2 separate regions of the Macaca mulatta genome follow, and region 2 is linked to region 1. Evidence: chromatin contacts called from public Hi-C data. All regions are on one chromosome and are shown on one strand. The core of a region is the stretch at or near the end of the contact, and the rest is flanking DNA. Distances in the headings are between cores, read along the strand shown.

Evidence for each region. A called contact is a pair of places that touch in the nucleus more often than the background predicts.
Region 2: a contact with region 1 is called in a Hi-C map of liver, with 5 times the contacts expected there. The contact joins the promoter of SNAPC5 here to the promoter of DIS3L in region 1. A contact is called at or near these places in 5 of 14 Hi-C or Micro-C datasets (CD4 T cells, blood, cortical neurons and 2 more).

What each region holds. Positions count from the first base shown.
Region 1 is chr7:43,765,735-43,771,339 of T2T-MMU8v2.0, reverse strand. It overlaps DIS3L (DIS3 like exosome 3'-5' exoribonuclease), which reads right to left and starts at 2,047. Exons shown (of 17, transcript NM_001194471.3): 1 at 1,856-2,047; 2 at 461-614. The coding sequence starts at 1,994.
Region 2 is chr7:43,979,049-43,984,653 of T2T-MMU8v2.0, reverse strand. SNAPC5 (small nuclear RNA activating complex polypeptide 5) reads left to right here and starts at 2,038. Exons shown (of 3, transcript NM_001261252.1): 1 at 2,038-2,157; 2 at 4,378-4,467; 3 at 5,247-5,385. The coding sequence starts at 2,068. The coding sequence ends at 5,363. It overlaps RPL4 (ribosomal protein L4), which reads left to right. Exons shown (of 10, transcript NM_001266200.1): 10 at 194-526. The coding sequence ends at 439.

The DNA.
Region 1 (5,605 bases), core at 798-3,297:
TTCTGGTTTTACTGAATAAATCATTACAATTTGCATCTCCAATAAAGGAGTCTAAAATTTAAAAATAAAGTACTCTTTTCCCCAAGAAAAGAATGTATGCTTCTGAAACAATGTATCTATAAATAAGATTAAATAATACACATTATCAACAAGAAATAAGCAGTAACCCTACCACTATAAAAATGCAAGCCAAAAGCCAATTCACACTAGAATCTTAAATACCCACATACTGGGGACACTGCAGTTTATTGATCTACAGTCAGATCTCTTGGCCAGGTGTTGCAGCAGAAATATAAAATAATGTTACTGCATTCCTCACTATCAAAGAGAATACAAAATTAGTTTAAAAAGTCCTTTCTGACAAAATAATGAATTCCTCCCATCCTCCTCCAACAAGGGAGCTTTTCTAAGGTGGGGGGGAACCTATGCCATATAGAAATAAAGAATGCAAAACGTATACCTCCGGCCTCTTTGATGCTGCACTGCTTGACAAGCTGTTTGCATGAAAATAATTCCTTTCAATTCAGGAAACTCAAGGATCTCAAGATAATCTTGAACAACTTTCCAGTCTGGGATCACGTAATGAGTCACATCACTAGACAAGAGTTTCCCATCTGGAACATAATTCAAAATGTAAGAGATTAGACAATGTTTTCAAACCTGGTTTATTTAAATGTCACGGTGCTCTGGCATACAAAATAACTTCCAGTCTTAACTCCACGGTGGGAGTTTTTAAAAGACCCAAAGTTCAGGTATATTGAGCACCCTAATTTTTTTTGAAGCTGTAATAAATACAAGCTCAACGTGGTTTATGGTGTTGCCAGAGGTGCCGGAGAGGATGACTGATTTAACAACGAACAAGCACATTTTCAGCATAACCTGAATATTTCAGTGTTACCTCATCATTGACAAACACATTCAAATGAAGCACCCCCACATTTATACCACTTGTGTATGATGCCCAGCAATTTCAAGTTGGCTCTGTGTCAAGCTTCTGCACGTGCTCAGCAGCCTCCAAGAGCCAGAAAGATTGAATGGAGAAAATGATCCGTGCAAGCAACGGGCAGAGGTGGGGTTTCCACCAGGCCCGTATCTGAGAGCCGGTTAGCCAAGCTCTAACTGAAATGTTCATCTTAATCACAATGTCTGGAGGATTCCAAACATTCGCTGACAAGGACCCCCATCCCATGCTCATCCTCCCATGGGGGAAGAGAGCCAGTAACGCGCGCATCGTTCTATCGGCCACCCTTGCAGCCTAGAAACCAAGGACAGGGGCCCAGGAGTCCCCAGTCCAACCTCCCCGTGACTTTCCTCTCCAGTGCGGGCCCAGATAGTTCACAAAACTACGGTGAAGAGGCTCTCCACGGGCGGGAAAGTCTGGGGCACCAGTGCGGGTAGGTCAGGAAACCTGTGGCTGCAAAGCAGATGATGTCAGCTTCGCAGCGGCAGCAGCTGGCCCGCAGCTCCCGGGGGCTCCCGGCTCGGGACCTCCCCATTTCTCCGCCGCGCGAGGTTGCGGCGGGAGGAACGCTCGGCTTCCGCGCCCTTGGGCCCCTCTGAGGAGCCAAGCCACCCGGTCTCCGGGATGGGGTGCGGGTCTCTCGGGCTCTCCCACTGGACAGAGCGGAGCAGTCGGGGAGTCCCGGGCGGGGCACCCCGGAAGCCGCGGACTTGGGCCGCTGGGTCCCGACCGGCAGAGGGCTGGGTGTGAGGCCGGCGGGCGGGCGCAGGCCGCGGGGCCTACGCCTCGGTGTCCCCGCCGCTGGCGCTCCGCCTCTGGGCCGCGCTCACCCCGTCACCGCAGCCGCCCAGTCCCGCCCGCTCCCGCCGGCCCCGTCCCCGCCCCGGCCCTGACCGTGGCTGCAGGTGGCTGGCTGCGGGCAGAGCGGGCTGTGGCAGGGCACGCAGGGCCGCAGGTAGTGCTCGCGCACGATCCGCAGCGTGCGGCCCTGGAAGGTCCTCAGCAGCAGCACCTTCTCCCGCTTCTGCAGCATGGCGGCGTGTCTCCGGGAGGCCGCGGAGCGGCGGGAGCGGCCGGCGCGGCGGAGGCGAGGCCGCGGCTTCGGGCCCGCCCCTCGGCCCTGGGCGCCGCGGCTCCGGAACCGCCGTAACTGCCGCACCCGGGGGAGGCCCGGAGCCACACACTCCAGGCTGGGGCCCGGCCCTCCCGGCCTTAGTTTTGTTCCCTTCCCTCAGTGGCCTGGACCAGGGCGGAGGGTTGGAAACGACCCACCCCAGAGACGGAGGGAAGACTAGGATGATACCTGGACCGCAGGTGAAGAAGGGCTGGGCGCAGCTGTCCAAGATTAGGAGTTTTTGTCCCCCCAGGTCCATGTGGGAATGGAGCCGCCGTATTAATACCAATACCTGGTAATTAATGTTTTCTCTTCGTTGCTCTCGCTATCTCCAAACGAGGTGAAAGACTCACCAAATAAGCCGGCAACCCTGCCAGCCCAACATTTCTAAAAAGTTGTATTCATTTTAAATTACATGTACTTTTTAAAAAGTTTTTTTCTTTTTTTGTCTATCTCTATAGGGGGGTGAGGGGGGCGGGTCTTGCTCTGTTGGCCAGGCTGGTCTCAAGCGATCCACCTGCTTCGGCCTCCCAAAGTGTTGGGATTATAGGTGTGAGCTGCTGCGCCTGGCCTTTCATGTTCTTTTTAAAATTTATTTATTTGTTTTGGTATCCCTATTGAAGTTATCATGTACTTATATATTCAAACAATGCAGATAAAATGAAAACCAATCTCTTCCCTTGAAGCACTGTTCCACTCTAACTTTTATAGCTTTTGCAACCTCTGGCAAAGGATTTCTCCTTTAAACTGCCACTGTGACACAATCACAAACGTATACATGTTTGTATTAATAGCTTTTTTTTTTTTTTTTTTTTTGGACAGGGTCTTGCTCTGTCACTCAGGCTGGAGTGTAATATATGATCACGGCTCGGCTCACTGCAGTCCCCGAACTCCTGGGCACAAGCGATCTTCACCACGCCTAGCTTTTTTTTTTCTTTTCTTTTCTTCTTTTTTTTTTTTTTTTTGGTAGAAATGGGAGTGTCTCACTATGTTACCCAGGCTGGTCTCAAACTCCTGGGCTCAAGTGATCCTCCTACCTCAGCCTCCCAAAGTGCTGGGATTACAGGCGTGAGCCACTACGCCCAGCCTGTACGTCTTGATAAAGAGATACACACGGTCTCTTCTGAGATCACATACCCTTGTTTGGATAGAATCCACTGTTCTTCCAAGCACTCAACTAAGACTTTTGAGCTGCACTAGCAGCTTTGTATACGTGTCCCATTTAATTTCCACAAGTCAAAGGAATGGGGAATTATCATTCCTATCTTATAAACTATAAAGCAGGGTTAGGGAAGTTAAGTGGCCAAGGTTACCCAGTTATTAAGTGGTGGGATCAATATTCAAGCCAGAATCTGACTGAATTCAAAGCAGGCTTGTAAGTAATTACCGTGCTATTCACAGATGAGTAAAATACAGGTCCTGCATTTAGGGACTTTATAGTCTGCTTGGTGAGCTCTAGTTAAGGCAGCTCAACCAGCTGGCTGGAAACATCAGATTTCCTGTGATGCTGAAGCAGGCAGAACTGAGGATGCTTTGTTGGATGGCTCTTGTCACTCTAGGGGAATGCATTAAAGAGAGCCACCATCTCCCACCCATTGTACTTCCACGTCAAGTTATCCTGCAGTGTGAGCTGATGTGAATGAGATCTGAGGTGGAATTGCACGAATTACAAAAACAGCACAGAGCTGGCCTGTAAGGCAACCATCAGTGCAGGAGGCTGTCCCTAACTCAGGAGGCCAGTTCTAGAGAGCCCAGAGGACAGTCAAGTTGCCAGATTTGTCCCTACATAAGTATGTTCCAGGCAGCTGCCCACAGTTCCCTCCAAAGCTCCCCCATGTTCATTTTTCTTTTATTTCTGATTACACCAGGTTATGGGAGGGTGTTGATTAGATACTAATATGCCCATAAGATCGCTCTTTAGCACTTGGTAGCTTTAAACTTTCTTCAAATTGGGACAAATGATCTTTTAAGGAAGAGAGTATGTCTGAGGTTCTATTGAAAGTTGGCTTTATTAGTATTTTAAATAATTCGAGGTCCATTAAGCGCTTCCTTTGCTTGCATTTTGGCAATAATGTATAAATTATGTTTTAAAAATCATGATTCCTTAATTCTTGGAACTAATGAGCTAAAATGGACAAGAGAGCCTTTTTGTTGGTTGGTTGGTTGGTTGGTTTGCCTCACAGGCTATCTGATGCCTCTTGCCTGAAAAAGGTGTCTATACCTGTAATAATAAGCCAGTTTATGCTGTGGTAATATACAACTTTAAAAATCTCAGTGACGTGGCCAGGTGCGGTGGCTCACGCCTGTAATCCCAGCACTTTGGGAGGCCTAGGAGGGTGGATCACCTGAGGTCAGGAGTACGACACCAGCCTGACCAACATGGAGAAACCTTGTTCTACTAAAAATACAAAAATTAGCCGGGCGTGGTGGCGCATACCTGTAATCCCAGCCACTCGGGAGGCTGAGGCAGGAGAATCGCTTGAACCTGGGAGGTGGTGGTTGCAGCGAGCCAAAATCGTGACATTGCACTCCAGCCTGGGTAACAAGAGCAAAGGTCCATTTCAAAAAAATAAAAAATAAAAAATCTCAGTGACTTAAAATAACAAGATGTTGCCTGGGCACCAAGAGCCTATGCTCTGTGCCCTTTTCCAGGACTCAGGCTGATGGAGCAGGCCCTCTCTGGAACACGGACTGTGGTCATTGGCAAAGGAAAAAAGTCCACGAGAGAGTCTCATCCCAGCAGTTAAAAGCTCAGTCCAGAAGTGACGCATTTCACTTCTGCCTGTTGACCACACAATAGGGGTGGGTGGGGCAGGAAGTGTGTGCTGCCTCATGGCCTGAAGGCAGAGCACTGAAGCCCTTTGGTGAACAGCATCGATGACTACCTGAGTGACCTAGCTCAAATCTCTTATCCCTAAATGAGTCAGTCTGCTCTGCCAGCACCTTAACCTTTGTTGCTTGTGACTACTGTAGCTCAGCCCACTATCTGGTCTCCAATTGGGCATTCTACTGCTCACCTCTTTTCACATTTGATGTGTCTTTCCCAACCTGCATACCCCCATAGGCCAAGGATACATCACCACATTATCTCTAATCTTTTTCACAACTCTTCAGTGTAAGTATGTGATTTCTTGTGGCAGAGACTGGTTCTGGTTCTCTGTTTGCCAAATCCATGCCCCCCTTTTCTCTGGGCATACAGATTAACCACGTTTCCTAGCTTGCCTTGCAGATATACAGGTGTGGCCATGTGACTGAATTCTAGTTGGCAGAATATAATGGCACCATTTCCAGGCCTGGCCCACAAAAACCTCCCATGCATGCTCCTTTTCTTGTTCTACCAGCTGGAAACCAATGCCCAGGGGATTTTGGAAGCCAACATTAGAGATGGCAGACCCCTCATCAGCTTGGGTCCCTGAAGGACTGTTCACAGCAGAGTGCTGCTGCCTTTGACACAGGAGTATCCACAGTGGATTATCTTTTTTTAATTTTTTTTTGAGACAGTCTCACTCTGTGTGGCCCAAGCTGGAGTG
Region 2 (5,605 bases), core at 789-3,288, 210 kb before region 1:
GACGGGGTTTCACCATATTGGTGGGGCTGGTCTCAAACTCCTGACCTCAGGTGATTCACCCGCCTCAGCCTCCCAAAGTGCTGGGATTACAGGCGTGAGCCACCGCGCCTGGCTGGGTTTTTTTTTTTTCTACTGATACATTAAGTTCTTAGAATAATTTGATTCTTACTGTTTTCTGCCTAATTTGTTGCAGCACAAGCTCCGGGTGGATAAGGCAGCTGCTGCAGCAGCAGCACTAGAAGCCAAATCAGATGAGAAGGCGGCGGTTGCAGGCAAGAAGCCTGTGGTAGGTAAGAAAGGAAAGAAGGCTGCTGTTGGTGTTAAGAAGCAGAAGAAGCCTCTGGTGGGAAAAAAGGCAGCAGCTACCAAGAAACCGGCCTCTGAAAAGAAGTCTGCAGAAAAGAAACCTACTACAGAGGAAAAGAAGCCTGCTGCATGAACTCTTAAATTTGATTATTCCATAAGGGTCACATTATTTTGGACAGCTTCTCTTGAATAAATACCTGATCATACAGGCAGTGAGAAACATGGCTTGTTGGTGTGTTCTGTAAAGCTTGGTTATAATTTTTTTAAAGTGACATTTTGGCCATAATTTAGACTGTTCCATTTTATACTGAGTCCATGGAGTTCAATGGAAGGGGAATGATTAAAAAATTATGATTTTTTAAATAATGTGGCTTAAAAGTAAGTGTAACAGGACTTGGTGAGAAACGCAGAGGCTGTTCAAGTTTAGCTCCCCACCAGGTGGAAAATAGGTTAAATTCTGTAAATATTTAACACTTTAACCACAAGAGGGCACAATTGGAGAACACAATTTTTTTTGGTACTGCAGTAAAATTGATTACCTTTTGAAAAGTGTTCTTTTTAACCAGCTATGACAATAGAGTTGAATATTTTCACCCATGGTTTGAAAAAGTGCCAGAAGGCCACACCTGTAATCCCAACACTGAGACCTAAGGTGGGCAAAGCACTTGAGGCCATGAGTTCAAGACCAGCCTGGCCAACATGATGAAATTCCATCTCTACTGAAAATAAAAAAAAATAGCTGGTCATGGTACACGTCTGTAACCCCAGCTACTGGGGAAGCTGAGGCAGGAGAATCACTTGTACCTGGGAGGTGGAAGTTGCAATGAACCAAGATTATACCATTGTCCTCCAGCCTGGGTGTCAGACGGAGACTGCCCCAAAAGTACCAGAAGCATTTTTCAGGACTTATGTGTGTCTTGGTGATTATGTTAACCAAGTGTGTCCAAAAGAAATACCCATGAAATGCCTCCAGATACAAGGGGCCCCCTTTTTTTTTTTAACTCATAAAGCTAAACTGCAAATAATACCCTAGAATTAACCTCTTGTCCTGTGTCAAAGTCTTGTTTTGCATCTGGATTGTTAAACTCAGCTTCCCTGTGACAGTCTCAAACTGTCAAGACATTCTCAAAGTTCATAGCCACGGTGATCTGTTACCTTCCCCATTTCCAGGGCCAAATCTCAGTTCTTAAGCACATCATTTCTTAGCACGGCTTTATTTTCATGCTCTTTAGTTCTCTATTTTGTGCAGCCTTACCCCTTTAAAGTCCACTGTGAGTCCTACCCTGCAGACCCTCTTAACACAGTAGAGTTCATGTGCTACTGATTTGGTGCCTGCCTTCAAATACATGTGCAGGTTTTGTGGGGTTAAAAATAGCCACTTGCTGGAACACCACATTGGAAGTGCTGTTCACCCAGTTATTTGAAACGGTGTTTGACCACTTCGTGTGGAAATGGCCTATCGGATTAAAGGATGGCCAAACCCAAGATTTCTTAAGGTTCTTTGCCGCTCCATGGATCTAATTTCGAAATCCTGATCATTACTCATGAATCAAGGTGTTTTGACACACGCACCCTTCCTGCAGCTCGTCGCCCGCGGAGTGGCCAGGTTACGGCGGGCGCCGGAAGGGGGCGCATCCCTCGCCTTTCCCCATTGTGGCGGGCAGCCCCGTCTACCCGCTCGGTTTCCGGGAGTCGGCGATGGCGTCATCACCGAGCGCCGGGCCGACGGCATCGCGGAGGTCGCCTATGTGACCAGGAAACATGCTGAGCCGGCTTCAGGAACTGCGCAAGGAGGAGGAGACGCTGCTGCGGTTGAAGGCAGCCCTGCACGACCAGCTGAACCGCCTCAAGGTGACCCCGCGGCCCTCTCCCGCTCCTCCTCCATTCCTCCCGAGCGACCCCCCAACCTGGGCCTCTGCGGTGCAGACCCCCCAACCTCGGCCTCTGCGGTGACCACCTGCTGCGGTCAGTTCTCCCCTACTCACTATCTGTGGTGGCGCCAATTTACAGGTTTACAAACAAACAGGTATCTGAATCACCTGGGGAGTTTGCTGTGCGCTTCTTAGGCCCCACCTCTCAGAAATTTGACCTCGCAAGTCTAGGGTGAGGCCCAGGGGGGATGTGTGTTTGGCAAGTGCAGTCCTACCTGCTGCTTCCTGTAAATGTTAATGGCCCTCAGACAGCAGTCTGAGGAAGTGCTCCCTCCCGAAACCTCGCCTAGACCCCTCTGGCCACCGACCCCTTCCTCCTGAGCTGCTGTTTTCTAGTTTGCCTTGGCGCTTGAAATGGCTCTAGTTTTGCCAAGCCAGAAGGAACTCCCAGATCCTCCCATGCTACCAAGGAAGACACTGAGGCCCTGGGAGAAGAGACTTGTCCTAACGTTTGGAGCTTCCAGACGCCATGGCCTTGAGGAGTCGGGATTTAGGCCCACGTGGGCCACTTCCCACACCTGTGCTTAATGCAGCCCCTCAGCCCGGGGTATATAGTGAGACCTCGTCTCTACAAAAAATTGAGACAGGGCCTCACTCTGTCGCCCAGGCTGGAATGCAGTGACACGATCTCGGCTCACTGCAACCTCTGCCTTCTGGGTTCAAGCGAGTCTCGTGCTTCACCTTCCCAAGTAACTGGGATTACAGGCTTGCCACCACCATGCCCGGCTAATTTTTGTATTTTTAGTAGAGACGGGGTTTCGCCATGTTGCTCAGGCTGGTTTCGAGCTCCTGAGCTCAAGCCATTAGCCACGTCGGCCTTCCAAAGTGCTGAGATTACAGACTTGAGCCACCACGGCCGGCCTTCCAAAAAAAAAATTAAAATTAGCTGAGCGTGATGGTGCGTGCCTGTAGTCCAGCTACTTGGGAAACTGAGGTGGGAGGATAGCCAGAGCCCAGGAGGTAAAGCTGCAGAGTCCAGATTGTGCCACTGCACTCCAGCATGCGCTATACGGGGAGACTCTGCCTTTTAAAAAAAAAAAAAAAAAAAAAAAAGTCCTGGGGAGGTTATTATGCTAATCCCTGCTCAGCATCCTTTTCAGAGTCTTTTTTTTTTTTTTTTTTTTTTTTTTTGAGACAGAGTTTCACTGTTGTTGCTCAGGCTAGAGTGCAATGGCCCGATCTTGGCTCACTGCAACCTCCACCTCCTGGGTTCAAGGGATTCTGCCTCAGCCTCCCAAGTAGCTGGGATTACAGGCATGTGCCACCACGCCGGGCTAATTTTTTGTGTTTAGTAGAGACTGGGTTTCACCATGTTGGCCAGGGTGTACTCGAACTCCTGACCTCAGGTGATTACCCACCTCCAGCTCCCTAAGTGCTGGGATTACAGGTATGAGCCACTGGGCTTGGCCCTTTTTCAGAAACTTTAAGTCCATATGAGGTGAGGATTACCAAAGCCCTTTGTAAAATGAAAAGTACACCTATGACATATCAAAATCATAAGCATTTTTCCTTGGGGAAGTTGTATTTTTAGTAGAGACGGGGTTTCACAGTGTTAGCCGGGATGTTCTCGATCTCCTGACCTCATGATCCGCCCGCCTCGGCCTCCCAAAGTGCTGGGATTACAGGCATGAGCCACTGCACCTGGCCTCCTTAGGGAAGTCATAATGCCCTCCACTTATTTGTGTCCCTGTATTCCCACAGTACCCAGTACCTAATGAGTATATTGATGACCACCTCCAAAGCCCAGATTTCCTTATGCTTCAGATGACACCTCTGTTTTCTATTCTTTCCTTCACCTTCTCATTACTGAGTTGACAGCCTCAGGTCCAGGGAATCTCTGAGGAATCAGATGACACTTGGCTGTTTTAATGACACACTTGTACTTTGAGTTGCTAGGTCTGGGGAAGTGGAAGCCATGACTCAGCCAGAGCACCTGTTCAGCCCAGGGGAAAAGGGCTGGAGTCTTTCTTTACTCATCTCCTTAAAAGAGAGAAAACCTAAGAGCCTCCAACTTTCCCTCTAGAGCAACAGAGATAGTTTTCATTCCCTCTCTTGATGCAAACCTTTCATGGTGTGCCCAGCAGTTTAACCACATCCAGTGAAATAGTAAGGAAAAGTGTCCCCAACTCTTCTTTTCTAGGTTGAAGAATTGGCCCTCCAATCAATGATCAGTTCTAGAAGAGGGGATGAGATGCTGTCTTCTCACACTGTACCTGAACAGTCACATGATGTAAGCTTAATCAAGTGCAGGCCTAGGAGAGAATGCAAAGTCTGCTCTGCTCCTATGCTGCTTGGGTGGTGAAGAACTGTTGTAAATCACATTACCTAGCCCAAAGGGCTCTGGAAAGTGCTGATAAGAATTTTCTGGTTTAATAAGGTGGCAACTCTACATTACCCACCTTCCTACCAGCTGGTTACCACACTAATTAATTTATTAAGTAGTTACTAATGTTTTACCTCTATCTTCCTCGTCATCCATTCTGTCTAGTTACTCAGATGAACCCGGGGGAGAGTGATTTTTGTAGGGATATGTCAAAACTCTTGCTTTTTTGTGAATAAGTAACCTTGGGAATCAAGAGTGTGGCTTCAAGTACAAAGCACAGTGCTAAAAGATGAGTTCCAGTCCTCATCATACTCATCTCTTACCAAATGCCCTCAAGTCAGTCAGCAAAATCTTATTTCTAAGTACACAATATTTGAGTTCTCCCAGATTTTGTGTGTTAAGACATTTAAAACCATGATACAGCAGCACATGTAAGTTGGCACAAATCTTATGGAGCTTTCTGTAATAATGTTTGTAAATGAGGTAACATTCTAGTGAATCAGGGGCATTTACCTTTGCCCCATTTTGGTAATGGAGGTGGGGGTATAAAAGGAAAGTGGCCATACCTCTTAGTCATAAGTACTGGGGATACGCAATTGAGATCTGATTTTAAATCATTTTTAAGAATTTGCTGTTTTGAGGCCAGCAGCTTTCCTACTAATCTGTGATGCCTTTGGCCAATACAGATGTTGGTGCATGTAGACAATGAAGCATCAATCAACCAAACGACCCTGGAGTTGAGCACAAAGAGTCATGTGACGGAAGAGGAGGAAGAAGAGGAAGAAGAAGAATCAGATTCCTAAAGAAGGGGGAAAGCCAGGCTGGTCAGTTATACAAATTGCATTTCTAAGTCTCAGGCACTTCTCCTCAAGGAACTCATCTTGCCCTGGGCCCTGTGATCTGCTTGAAAGGAAAGCAAGAACTATAAGGAGGATGTGTAGTTGCAAAAATGGCTCCATCAGTAACTCAAGCTTCAGAATGTTATGACATACAGAAAATCAAAGATGCTATGTCTTAGCATTGAGCAATATGGGTGGTGCTGTCT